4 separate regions of the Mus musculus genome follow, and all the other regions are linked to region 4. A link is a contact called in public HiChIP or PLAC-seq, capture Hi-C and promoter capture Hi-C data. All regions are on one chromosome and are shown on one strand. The core of a region is the stretch at or near the end of the contact, and the rest is flanking DNA. Distances in the headings are between cores, read along the strand shown. Region 1 holds the start of Clec4a3 (C-type lectin domain family 4, member a3). Region 2 has its middle 18 kb from the start of Necap1. Region 3 holds the start of Necap1 (NECAP endocytosis associated 1). Region 4 holds the start of Clec4a2 (C-type lectin domain family 4, member a2).

Evidence for each region. Promoter capture Hi-C pulls out the DNA fragments that hold promoters and counts their contacts. HiChIP or PLAC-seq counts read pairs in DNA pulled down with a chosen protein or histone mark. Capture Hi-C pulls out chosen DNA fragments and counts their contacts.
Region 1: a promoter capture Hi-C map of macrophages shows a contact between it and region 4, with 6 read pairs. The contact joins the promoter of Clec4a3 here to the promoter of Clec4a2 in region 4. A contact is called at or near these places in 1 of 39 promoter capture datasets (macrophages), 1 of 484 Hi-C or Micro-C datasets (bone marrow-derived macrophages), 1 of 115 datasets of contacts at active chromatin or transcription factors (neural progenitor cells) and 3 of 9 other capture datasets (adipose tissue, liver and macrophages).
Region 2: an H3K4me3 HiChIP or PLAC-seq map of bone marrow-derived macrophages shows a contact between it and region 4, with 9 times the contacts expected there. The contact joins the enhancer-like site here to the promoter of Clec4a2 in region 4. A contact is called at or near these places in 2 of 39 promoter capture datasets (embryonic stem cells and macrophages), 1 of 484 Hi-C or Micro-C datasets (bone marrow-derived macrophages), 3 of 115 datasets of contacts at active chromatin or transcription factors (bone marrow-derived macrophages and embryonic stem cells) and 4 of 9 other capture datasets (adipose tissue, embryonic stem cells, liver and 1 more).
Region 3: a contact with region 4 is called in a capture Hi-C map of macrophages, with 5 times the contacts expected there. The contact joins the promoter of Necap1 here to the promoter of Clec4a2 in region 4. A contact is called at or near these places in 2 of 39 promoter capture datasets (macrophages and neutrophils), 1 of 484 Hi-C or Micro-C datasets (bone marrow-derived macrophages), 4 of 115 datasets of contacts at active chromatin or transcription factors (bone marrow-derived macrophages and embryonic stem cells) and 1 of 9 other capture datasets (macrophages).

Annotation. Positions count from the first base shown.
Region 1 is chr6:122,950,634-122,953,939 of GRCm38.p6, reverse strand. It overlaps Clec4a3 (C-type lectin domain family 4, member a3), which reads right to left and starts at 1,296. Exons shown (of 6, transcript NM_153197.4): 1 at 991-1,296. The coding sequence starts at 1,072.
Region 2 is chr6:122,891,288-122,894,311 of GRCm38.p6, reverse strand. No RefSeq gene overlaps it. Among named protein-coding and RNA genes, the nearest start is that of Necap1, 18 kb to the right of the region's middle. Within about 2 kb of position 1,686, at least 6 of the 459 cell types and tissues checked have an H3K27ac peak or open chromatin away from gene starts, as enhancers often do. A contact at or near this core is called in bone marrow-derived macrophages, where this site is marked.
Region 3 is chr6:122,873,238-122,876,509 of GRCm38.p6, reverse strand. Necap1 (NECAP endocytosis associated 1) reads right to left here and starts at 1,953. Exons shown (of 8, transcript NM_026267.3): 1 at 1,847-1,953. The coding sequence starts at 1,941.
Region 4 is chr6:123,121,444-123,124,620 of GRCm38.p6, reverse strand. It overlaps Clec4a2 (C-type lectin domain family 4, member a2), which reads right to left and starts at 1,305. Exons shown (of 6, transcript NM_011999.4): 1 at 952-1,305. The coding sequence starts at 1,033.

The DNA of each region.
Region 1 (3,306 bases), core at 47-2,546, 170 kb after region 4:
TTGAAATAATAAGAGAATGTAAATATGAAACAATCATGTTAATTTTAGAAACATTCCAAAATATAGAATAATTCATTCTTAACATTGAGGATAATTGTCGCCAATATTTGATATTCATTTTCCAACACGTTTAAAACTTTCACACATAAATTCATATTTTCTGCAATTGGCACATCATAAATACTGATTTGTGGCTTTTTTTTTTTCATTAAATCGTGAATTTTTTCCTTTATAATTTTTGTATTATTTCTGAGACAGAGTCTTGGTATGTTCCCAAGGTAGACCTTGAATTCATTATGTAATCCAAGCTGGCCCCAAACTTATAGCAATCCTCTGTCTCAGCCTCCTGAGTTTTGCTACTACAGACATGGGGTGAAACATCCAACCATTTTTTTTAATATCATCATGTCTTCTTTATCAGTTTTATAATGACTGCAGAGTATTTCATCTTATACTTTTAAAGTCTTACTTCCAACTGCAAAGAATGTGATAGTCAAGAAGTATTTGTAAACCTTTGTATACCTTTATGGTAACAATCGCTACATTTTTAGTCACCACTTCTAAAAGAGTTACAATACTTTCCAACCATGTGTAAGGTCCTGCTTTCAGTCTCCATCACTGGGATGAAAAGAGTGAAAGAAGCTATGCAACACTTAGATACCAAACAAACTATGCTATGTTATCAAATAGAGAGTGGGGAATTATTATACAGTAGCCTAACTTTTGAAACAATATGGTACACATATTTATGTGTATCTACATGTAGAAAAGATACAATATACTCGTATGGTATTATTTTTCTCTAGATGGTAAAAGTAAAGACAACACTTTCTCTTCTCCACTGTACAATCCTATGACCTTCCATGTCTGTCTACAGGCAACACACTTGGCTGAGGCTCCAGGGACCTGCAGGCATAGCCGCATCTAAGACCATCTGTCTTTGTCCTTTACCGAATCACTAACTGGGAGCAGCAGAAAATGCTTTCTTACCTGGCCAAGAGTCTGTGTCGATGTCTGAGGAGTCAACTTTATTTTTGAAGTTCGTGTTAACATAAATGTTTTCTGAAAACATGTTGAGATGAAAGTTTCCCCTGCCCTCAGAAGATGTGTGTCATCCCGTCTTTAAAATATCTCCTGAACAAGAAACAAACGTGACAGCAAATAATCCTGACACCAGCTAGAAATGAGAGGCAGTAACAGACAGCTGCCCTCAGCTTGCAGCACTCCCCTGGCCTGCAAAGGGAGTATCGCGGACAGAAAATGCATTCCGTCCAATCATAGAATTACAGCTATACCAAGAACCCAGTGGGTGAGAGAAGAAAACAGGAAGGAATGAAAAAGAGGAACCAGGGCATTAGAGAAGTCAAACTCCCTACGGAGTTGAGATTCTGACACTCACCCTGAGGCACCCTCCGCAATCAGGCCTCCTTTACCCAGCATGTGCCAAGTTCTACTCGTGATCTCTGAAGAGCTGCCAGTGGGTCTTCCTGAGTCTCTAGCACCACACTCAAGTCCCTGTCACGGACAGAAGCATTCTTCATCCCAAAGGCACCTAGTACACACCCTAGACTGTGGCACCACGCAGGGACAGTCTCTTCACCCTTCTCAGTCTCTGGAAACCGTTCCAGCACTGCCTTATGCATGGGCACTCTCTTTAACCTGCCTGGGTTCTGACAGGCCATTTCCTCCACATCCTAGCAAGGATTCTCTCTTTATCTTGAAAGTCGCTGAGTTTCCAGCTTGTATTCTCCACTGTCAGTCACATCCTGTGCCTCGCCTAGCTCCTGAAACCCATGCCTGGTTTGTGAGAAAGGTCCAGCCATCCGGTTTAGTCTCGGAATCTCAGCCTGATTTGGAGCCAAAACTATGCACGGTCCCCATCCTCCCAAATGCCAAGGTATCATCCCACGCTGCTCCTTGAGGACCCTCTGCTCACTCGTTTGGGGTTCTGACTTCCTGTGAGAAGTGCCCCAAGCATGGGTGCCTGCCTCACCCTATTTGAGTTCAGACTCCTCACCTGCCCGCTGTCAGACACAGCTGCCCTCCTCACCTCTCAGGTTTGTGGACCCACCCCCAAGGCCATGCGCTTTCTCATCAGCATGCCAATATTCCCCTCACCGCTTAGGGCTTCAGTTCTGCCATCAAGCCAGCCCTCTGCACAGTCAGATCATCGCATCCTACTATGGACACCTGCCCTGACTGAAATTGAATTATTTAGTAAGCAAAGAGAAAAATCACATTTTTAAAGGATAGAAGAAGGGCAAGAAAATTCGTAGTTCTCTGTACGAGGTTCCGGGACGCAGTGATTCATGGACACATACCCTCTCGCCTGTAATTGCTCGCTCCCAGAGACCATCCTTCAAGCTCCTTATGCAAAAGTGAGTTCTAAAATTGCCGCTATCTCCCTAGGGGAAAAATTCACATTGTGAGCTAACTACACTGTGTCATCCACAGTCCCGTACCCAGCTGGCTTATAGCAGCAAGCACTTATTTCTCAATCACAGTTTATTTGTGCTTAGGATCTGCATACGGATGACTGTAGTGATGCTTCGTCATTCTGGAGCCAAGGCCACAGAGCAATTGAACATGCATCACACTCCTCTGTTTTAATATGGTGGTCAGGACCGGCGGTATAGTATGACAAGCATCTTTTACCTTCAAGTCTTTTGTTTGCTAGCAAACCTGACAAGCTGAGTTAAATCCCTGGATCTCACATGGTAAGCGAGAACCATCTCCTGCACATTGTCCTAACTTCCATGTTCATCTACCTGCACGCATACACACACACACACACACACACACGTGTGTGCACGCACGCACACACATGCACACGCACATGCACGTACACTAAATAAATAAACAAACAAATAAATAGTGCGGTGGTCACTATAAAGTCATTTAAAATATTGGTCCCTGGCAGCCTCTTGCGCAAGCCTATAAATTAGGCAGAGAGGCTACCTCCACTGTAGGTGGTGCAGGTAGGTGTGTCAAGAACACCAAAGTTTAATTCTCCCACAGAGAATTATGCAAAGGCTTTTAAACAATTATGCAAACAACTTCCCATCTCTTTACATTATCTAGCTAAAGGATCTCTAACAGTGTCCTCAAAAATGTGGCATAAACAGCAAAAGAAACAATAGGCAGAGCAAAGAGACGGCTTACAGAAGGAAAAATCTTTCCCAAATGCACATGCAACAGGACTATGAACAGAACAGAGAATTCTCAAGGGAAGAAATGCAGAGAGCCCATAGACACCTAGAAAGGTGTTCAAAATAGTTAGCCACAACAGAAAAGAAATTTTAAACA
Region 2 (3,024 bases), core at 437-2,936, 230 kb after region 4:
TACAAACCCATTAGTGGATCGAGCCCCTGTTGAGCCCTCATGGATCTACCAGCTGGGGACAAAGCCTTCAACACATGAGCCTTTGCAGGGCATGATTCACAGCCGAACCCTAACACCATCACAGTTGTGTGGGCAGAAAGAGCAGACAATGCAAGGCCACTGACAGGCAAAACAGAACTGCATATAACTAATCAGTATGGCCACAGTGTGCAGATGAGTCTGGGTGTTTCCTTTTGAAATTCAAGTACATATGATCTGCAGAGTCCACCGCCACACAGCAGCCCGTCATATTAGGCACATATGTAAAGGTGCATTTTTGCTTCTCTGTGCTTAGATATCCTCATCTGTGAAATGCAGATGGCCACACAACGCCTTAGAGGCTCCGTGATACATCTCTCTCTGAGATATAAAACAGAGCTAATGCAGAGCCAAGGGTCTAATGACCCAAGAGAGAGACAGCAGGGCTGCACTTGGTTTGGGGTTTCTGACTCTCTGAAGGGCATTATATATAATACAAAGGCTACAGAGGAGGCTACTTGGAATCACAGAACCAAGAGTGTGGGCCTCACGGTTGACTCAGTCTCCCCATGCTTGTCCTATGCTCGCTCTCTCTCCCCAGCGTCGTCTACTCTCCATTTCTACCTTACTTAATGGCTCCTCCACTCCACACCCTAGAGGGTACCTATCTCAGGTATAGGACAGTGCCATGCCCTAACACTCACCATCCATTTCCTAGCCTGGATAAGACCACACATGGTCAACGCTAGGTGCACGCATGGGGGCAGGAGTGGGCGGCAGGGTTAGTAGCAGAGGTGCGCACTTATGTGGAGCCTTCACATTCCAGATCCTCATCCGTGCACTTCAGTTATTTCAGTTGGTGGAGAGACCTACAGAAACTAATCACAGTCTCTTTGACTAGTCGTCACTTTACAGTCACAGCAACTCTATCACGTCCTAGGGCCCTCATTTTGCCTACCAGGGAGCTGAAACAAACTTGAATAATTTGTCTGGAAGCCAGTGACAGGAAAATTTTTATATAAAGGCTATAATAGCTCATCCCAAATCCATGATCCTGGCCACTAACAATCTACTACACATGATCTGTGACAGGTCATTAGTAAGCATATCCCCCATCAAATGTTTACTTAAGGAATAAAGTCTGAAACTGCCATTCTGGTCCTTATTTTCAATCTGATTAGGCATCTGTTACTTCTACACTCCCAGCAAACTCTGGCTTGGGTAAAAGCTCTAACTCTGGGTAAATGGCCCCAGGCAGCCAAGTGTGGTGGTGTACACCTGGCAGGTAAATCAAGGCCAGCCTGCTCTACAGATTGAGTTCCAGGACAGCCAGGGCTGCAAAAAGAAACCCTGTCTCTAAAAACAAAACAAAACAGAACAAGCTTGGTGGTGGTGGCACACTTAAGGGCAGAAGCAGGCTAATCAGTGTGAGTTCAGAGCCAGCCTAGTCTACATAGTGAGTACCAGGATAGCCAGTGCTATGTAGAGATATTCTGTCTTAAAACACACACACACTCACAAACAAACTAATAAACAAACAAAAAAGACCTCAGATGATCTTTGTGTCTTTCTTTCTGGAGTCCCCTTCATTAGCAAGTCTAAGAAACAAGTCCTACAATTGTCCCGAATGCTAGAGACCAATTGCTAGGGAGATGGCCCCCTCTAGTGGTCACACAGTGACAGGCACGGCCAGATGTAACATCCATAAGAAGTGTTGCTATGACTTCTCTTTCTGGCTATAGCATAGCATCAGAAAATACAAGAAAAAAAAAAAAAAAACTAAAAAGCAAACAAAAAACACTAAGTAGTATGTCTTTTTTACAACACCTCTGAGAATGTGATATTGTTATTAGATGAATGAGACAAAACATGAGCTCACAATGGACAGTCATTTTACTTCTGGCTCAAATGCAAACAAAACAAGCTCACTCCAGTTTTATAATTATGTTCTGTCCTCATCTTGTATCTTTTAAAAGGAAATTAGGAAAGGGAGGAGAAAGAGAGGGAATGAGGGAGGGAGGGAGGGAGGGAGGGAGGGGAAGGCACACAAGCCTATATAGATCCCAGGCTTCAAGCAACAAGTAGCAGGACATGGTGGAACAAACCTTTAATCCCAGGCTTTAATCCTCAAACTTTTACGAATTTGAGGTCAGCTTGGTCTACATAGTGAGTTTCACAACAGCCAAGACTATTTATAGAGACCCTGTCTCAAAAACAAACTAACAAACAAAAGCAACAAAGTAAATAAACATCACCCTCTTCTCTCCAATCTTGTCATCTCAGGGCCGGGGACATGGCTCAGTAGGTCAGAGCACCGGCTGTACAGCATGAATGTGGATCACCAACATCCACGGAGAAAAGCAAGGCACTCACCTACATCCGCAGCATGGAGGAGAAAGGAGACAGAGGATGGTTGGGACTGCTCATGTTCATGCCCCACGTTCACTGACAGACCCTGTCTCAAGGGAATAAGCCTGAGTGTGGCAGAGCAGGGTACCCCAAATCTTCCTTTGGCCTCTGTGCTCTCATACACAAGCACACACACACACACATGTAACAACAGGCCCTCAGACCTTAGCACAACTGACTCCATGATGGAAGCACCATTCAGGCCTTGGAACCCAGCACACGGGCAGCACCACCTGCCAAAATAAAAACAAAGACCGAATCCTTCAAAGTCCATAGTTCTGGGAAAGTCTCTAGATGTACTAACCTCGCTTTTCGGCTCCTGTAGTTCCATTTCTGGCTAGCTGTTCGTGGTAACTGTAGTATGTCAACCCAGAATGTGTTCTTATTCTGAACATCCAGTGTAGTTACCAGCTGGCTAATAAAAGACTTTCTGTTGGCTTAAACCCATGTCTTAAGTGAGTAGTCTTCGATGAATGCTCCCAACACAGAGGCATACATCACATGTCAAAAAGAATATTATTTTAGTCAAAGTTGTTTTTTTTTTTTAACGGCTGGAAAGATAGCTCAGCAGCTAAGAGTGCCCACTGCCTTTACAGA
Region 3 (3,272 bases), core at 704-3,203, 250 kb after region 4:
ATTATCCATGTATGTATATGTGTGTGAGCCATGCCCTAACACATATGTGGCAGGCAGAAGACAATGTGTAAAGTCACATGGATTTGGGAGATCAGATGCTGGTTTTTCAGCCCTCACAGTAAGCACTTTACCTGAGATGGGCTCCAATTTCTTTTTCCAGTGAGCATTTGCTGAGTGCCTACTAGGTGCAAGACACTATGCTGGTCCTTCCAGTCCCCACAGATACAGTTTAACAAGACTTCAGGCTATTCATTCCACCCTGGAGCTCAGAAGACTGGACAGTAAAGCAGAGATAGAGATGAACATAAAGTGCTATGGAAGTCCGCAGAGAGCTGGCCTGAACCAAAGACTCAGGTAGAGCAATGTGTAAGCTAAATCATAACGTGGTACCTGTGACTACCATCATGCTGAGTTTCAGTCATGGTCAATGTGAGATCTGAGTGGCAACTCCTTTACCAAAAGATATACAACTCGTAGGGCCCACTGCACAGGTCTGTACAAAACAACTCATCAATGATGAATGACCCTCTGGTTAGGAAGCAAAATGGAGATGTGGAGAAGGTAACTTTCCAGCAAGAGAAAAACCATGAAGGTATGTAGGTCAGAAAAGGGATACTACTAGTACTGTATTTTTATAACGATTTAGTTACCCTATACTCTTTTATTTAACTCTCAAAAAAAAACCTGTGAAGGGGTTGGGGAAATGGCTCAGTAGTTAAGAACACTTGTTGCTCCTGCAGAAGACAGGGGTTCAGTTGCCAGCACCCAGATGATGGTTCACCAACATCAGTGACTCCAGTTCCTGGAGATCTGATGTCTCACAACATCACTCTGACCTCTGTGAGCACAAGGCATACCCACTCATACAGACAGACAAAACACCCATACACATACCTCTAAAACAAATAAAAACCTGTGAGGTACACAAGACGTGCACAGTCTTCTCACGCTACTTCTCCTGTTTTACAAATGAGAACCCTTAAGGCCTGGGGAAGAAAAACATTGATTGGCTCATAAATTACACAGCTATTTAGTGTCGAGGGCTCAGACCTAAAGAGTTTTCAACACAAATCCCAGCGAATTCTCTTTGAACTCCTTAACATCCTACAACAGCCCAAAACCTCAATCACTGGATTACAAGGTTGTCAGGCCTTACAAGAGGAAAAAAAAAAAAAAAAAAAAAAAAAATGCTGCACTGACTCTGGGAAAGCTCTAAGAGAGGTGACTGGATTGATAGGAAGGCAGAAATCCCTACATAATCAATGTGTGGGGGGGAGGGGTACACACACACAAACAAAATGAAAACACGCAATAGCTCATCACTGGAATACAAGATCTTAACGTGTGCCTACTGCGCCCCCCCCCCCCAAAAAAAAAAAAAAACTAAAGGATGATGACACTTGGCGAGAATGACAACAGTATCAATTAAAATAGATCATCTAAACAGTGGACAGCAAAACTACCATTCCGGACAAGTGTCAGGCGGGATCAGAAGCGCGGGGGGAGGGGGGGGAGCGTGCCGTGTGCGTGTGCGGACGCGCGCGTGGAGGATTACAAGCCAAAGGTCGCAGCAAGAGTAACAGATGGAGCAGGCATGAATGGATTGCGGATGACGAGGAGCAGACGATGTCTCAGGGGGAGGGATGGGGAGGAGAGGTGGAAAGACGCATGACGGCAGGAAGAAAAGAAAACAAAATCAGAGTTCCAGCAAAACAGAAAAGTAGACGGAGCCGCCGGCAGCCCGGGTGGCAGGCTAACTACGGCGGCAGCGGCTCGAGCCGATGGCTGCTGCCCAAGGACACAACCGTCACCCCGGCGGGCGCCGGCTGCAAATCCCCCTGGGTACCTGTAACCGCGGTTGGAGGCCCGCGGCGGAATCCGGTAGACGCTGACGTCGGGCTTCACACACAGCACGGACTCATATTCCAGCTCTGCCGCCATCTTGGCTCCGCTAGCGCCGCGGGGGCGGGGCACGGGTGGGGGCGGGCTGAGACGCCGACGGCTTCCTTCGCGTCACTTCCGCTCGGGTACAGCTTCGAGGTTAACCTCTAGGCGGCGCAAAACCTGTTACAATCTGGAAACGCTGATGCGCCTGGCTCGCCATCTTGAGTAACGGCAAAGACAGGCTCAGTGGTAGAGCACTTGCCTGCCAAGGCCTCGGGTTGGGCTCTTTCCCCAGCGAAAAATTAAAAATAAGAATTCAGTTCTCTTTTACCTACCTTCAAACGGTAACCAGAAAAAAAAAAAAAAAAAGTCACTGAATATACGAAAACAAAACAGAGGTTGGACAAAATGAATCTCTGCTTTCTCATTCTGTTCTCATAAGCAAGTGTCCAATGCATAATCTATTAAGTGCTACCATGGGGTTGTTTTGTTTTTTTGCAATTTTGTAGGTTTTGTTGGTGACTTCTCCATATTAAAATGACTGATTACAGTGCTAAATGCTATCTAGCATCCCTCAGCATGAGTAGCCCAGCTGGCTACACATCACGATGAGTACTAAACAGCTCTATCCACAAATATGTTCTTTGTGCACTCGCAAATAAATGTAAGCTTACAACAGTGTAACTTAGAAATGTTTTAGATGGCACTGACTTCAAGTGGCAAAACCAAGTCTGATCTTATCTTGTCCCCCCCAAAACACCAGTAGCAGCCTCTTTCATTGCATTCTATCGACTGGTTGACTTTTACTTCTGATTGGTCTGCTTTGCCTAGCAAAGCCAGTTCAACAAGAATTAGACTTTAGGGTTGGTGAGATGGCTCAGTGGGTAAGAGCACCTGACTGCTCTTCCAAAGGTCTGGAGTTCAAATCCCAGCAACCACATGGTGGCTCACAACCATCCATAACGAGATCTGACTCCCTCTTCTGGAGTGTTTGAAGACAGCTACAGTGTACTTACATATAACCAATAAATAAATCTTTAAAAAAAAAAAAAAAAAAGAATTAGACTTTAATTGGCTGGTAAGGATGTAGAGACTGGCTACGGTTGCCAGGACTATAAATTGATCCAACGCTGCTTTGAAGGGACATTTAGCAGAACTCTCCAAATATTAAGTGGGTGTAGCCTTTAACAGTTCCACTAGCTTTTTGTTTGTTCATGTCTGTTTATTTGGAGACAGAGTTTCAATGTAGTCCAGGCTGGCCCTCATCTCATTATGTACTAAAGAATGACTTTGAACTTGTAATCCTCCTGCCACCATAGTACTGGAATTACAGGCATGTGTCACCACACTCTTTTCTTTTCTTTTTTTCAGTGTTTTGGATCACATCC
Region 4 (3,177 bases), core at 56-2,555:
TTCATTCATTTGTTTGTTTGTTTGTTTGTTTGTTTGTTTGTTTTTGGTGATGAAAGGTATAAGAAGCTAGTGTCTCTCTATGTAGTCTTGGATGGTCTACAACTCATTATGTAGACAAGACTGGCTTCAAATCTCCAGTGATCCTCCTGCCTCTGCTTCATGAATGCTGGAATTAGAGCACATGTGAACCTTTTAGCAAGTGTTAAAGTACGTATATATAATATGTTTCTCACATGATAACACAACATAAACATTGCCACCTGCCCTACAACTTTTCTTTGCATCAGTATTATAAATATATTTTCAGGTCACTGTACTTTCATAGTGTTCTTTACTGTGGTTGCAGTACTGTATATTTAAATCACTTCCAGACTATCCAAATATTAAAGACAAATATATAATAAGAGATAAATATTTCTAATCATAGTCCACCTCTTGAGCATAATGTCAGTCTGATAACCACTCTCAAATGGCTGGAAACTTTAGCGGAGCAACTGCCTATTAAGTGAGAGGTTTTGCTCTGATCTATCGTATAAAAGAAAAAAAAAAGTTCCTTCAGGATAAAAGCTCCAAACACTGAAACAGTTTTCATGAAGTTACAAAATTCTGTCAAGCGTAGAGGGGAGAGCTCACTATTAAACAATATGATTTAATTTTCAGAAAAATATATGCATTTATGTTCATTTATATAGAGCAGGAAATACAGCAAGATTCAAGGTATAGTTTTTGTAAATAACAAGAAAAAAACCATGCCAAGAAAGCTTTTCCTTCCCACTATACAACTCTACAGCTCTTCAAGTCAATTTACAGTTAAACAGCTGAGACTCCAGTAAAATACCAGATGGGAGCACTCAAAAAATCATTCACAAATACCACCTAACTTTGAGAATGACATTTCCTTTATCCTCCCATCTACATTAAGTACAGACAGGGATTTCTGTTTTGTTTTACCTGCAGGAGATTCTGAGTAGGTGTGCAAGGAGTTGGATTCATTCTTGAACTTCACTTCTGCATAAGTGATTTCTGAAGCCATATCAAGAAAAAATCTTCCTCCGTCAGAAGAGAGCCTTGTTCCTTCTCTAAGGCTCTATAGTATATGAGAACCAATCACTGTGATAAGTTGTCATATTGCACAGTTGTATGAAAGAAGAGACATGTCTCACTAGGATAAACGAGATGAGAACAAGAAACCACAGCATAGAATCACCAGGGCGAGATAAGGGAAATGCAACCTCTTAACATAAGAAAATAAGAATTGTAGCCCTCAAACCCACTCAGCAAGATATGCAAGTACTGCAAAGTGGGAACTCAAAGGGGGAAGGAAAGAAAGAGGAAGGAGGAGAAAGAGGAACCATGCTATTAGAGAACCCTGTTGTAAAACACTCTGCAGCACACATAAATTCACTCACTTCTATATGCAAATGTGGTTTCTGGAAAACCAGACAACATAAGCAAACTCTTAAGGCACAACGATGATTTTGACTGAACAGGAAAATTTTGATACCACATTGTAGTGGACCATTAGCCCTCACCATTGTGTGGATTCCCACTTTTTTCTCAGCTGCCACCAGTGTGGGGAAGGCAAAGTTCACATTCTGTTTCTTCTGAAGTTGCTCCTCTGAGCACTCTGCCTCCTGCCATAGATTCATAACTACCTGCATGGGGACTCTCCACTCACTTTGCTACTGGACATGCCCAGAGCTCCTGAAACAGCTCTGGATAGTAGCAGTGGTTGGACTCTCTCCTCTCCTTGTGCCTCTCTTCCCTTACTCCCAGCCCTCCTCAGCTCATGCTTTAAATGTTCACTGCACTGTTGGGAATAGTTGAGAGAATAAAATGGATCACAGAGTACAAGAGGGGACACTTACTTGAGCTGCTGGAGATGGAATCATTTGAGTCACTCCCACAGACATCTTCCAGCTCACAGCCACATGCTCAGCCTTCAGTTCTTCCAAAGACTTCCCTTCTTTGAATCTCCTCTAGCTACTTCCATGTTACACTACACATAACAATCAAACAACATGTGCATGCATAAGACACACAGAGAGAGAGAGAGAGAGTTTGTATTTACTGGTTTTCTTTTGCTTTTATATCCAAACATGCTGAAAACCATGGGTTAACACTATTACCCCCATTTTAATGTAAAGCCACAGGTTTCGTTTTATTTCCAAAATTTGGCATTTCTAATCTACATCTATGAGTAAAAACAAATCTATGCTCATTATCTCTATCTCAAACTCCCAAGTGATAATCTCTTGGATGCTCCCATCTCTTTCCCACAATGTTGCTCACACTTCACTTAGAGGCCTGTACTTTCTGGGTGGACTCCAAACCTCAGGTCAAGCCTATGTCCCCTAAGCTGGATGTGCTCTCATTCCTGGTGCTGATCTCTGGGAAGACTCCACTCAGCCTCCCTGGGTTTTAGCACACCACCAAGGTCACCTTGATGGGCAGAAACTCTCAACACCCTGGAAGGTACCAAGCAGCGACACAGAGATATCCCACCAAGCAGACAGCATTCTCACCTCACGATTCTCTGAAAGTGACACCATTTCTGCCTTCTGTGCATAGATACACTCCTCATCCTACTTGACTGCTAACACCCAATGTCAGGCCATCCACAACCAGGCATGGATATTCTCGTTACCTTAATAGACAGTAACGTCCCACAGTGAGTTTTCCACCATGCACACTCTTTACCCATGCCTGGTCTACCCTCTGCAAGGAAGCTTGTGGTGAGAATTTTGAAATTTTTACTTCTTTTAAAAAACATAGAAATATAAGAATATATTTTCATTCTGAATCTCAGGTGCAGCAACCTGTGCTTGTTTCAGACTTCCCACAGCAGCTGACGATAATTAACCTCATGATCTGGTGGCGGTGTGCTTATTCCAGTTTCAGAAAGTTTCTGCAATTGTGTCATGTTTGGAATCCTGGGAAATTTTCAGAGAGTATATAAATTCTAGAGCCCCGATAGGCAGAATTGGTGGTTAGTGGTTGTGAGGGGGAGGGGTTTTCAGATTATTAGTAGTCATGCTCAAAGAAGAAACAAGCAAGAGATTAGATTCAAGGATCTCTATCTTTCTCTTCTTTCTATCTCTCCTCTTTCTCCTATCTAGTTATATGGGGGTGAAATGATGAGGAGCAGAGATAAATGGTGGGAAAAGGTGAACCCAA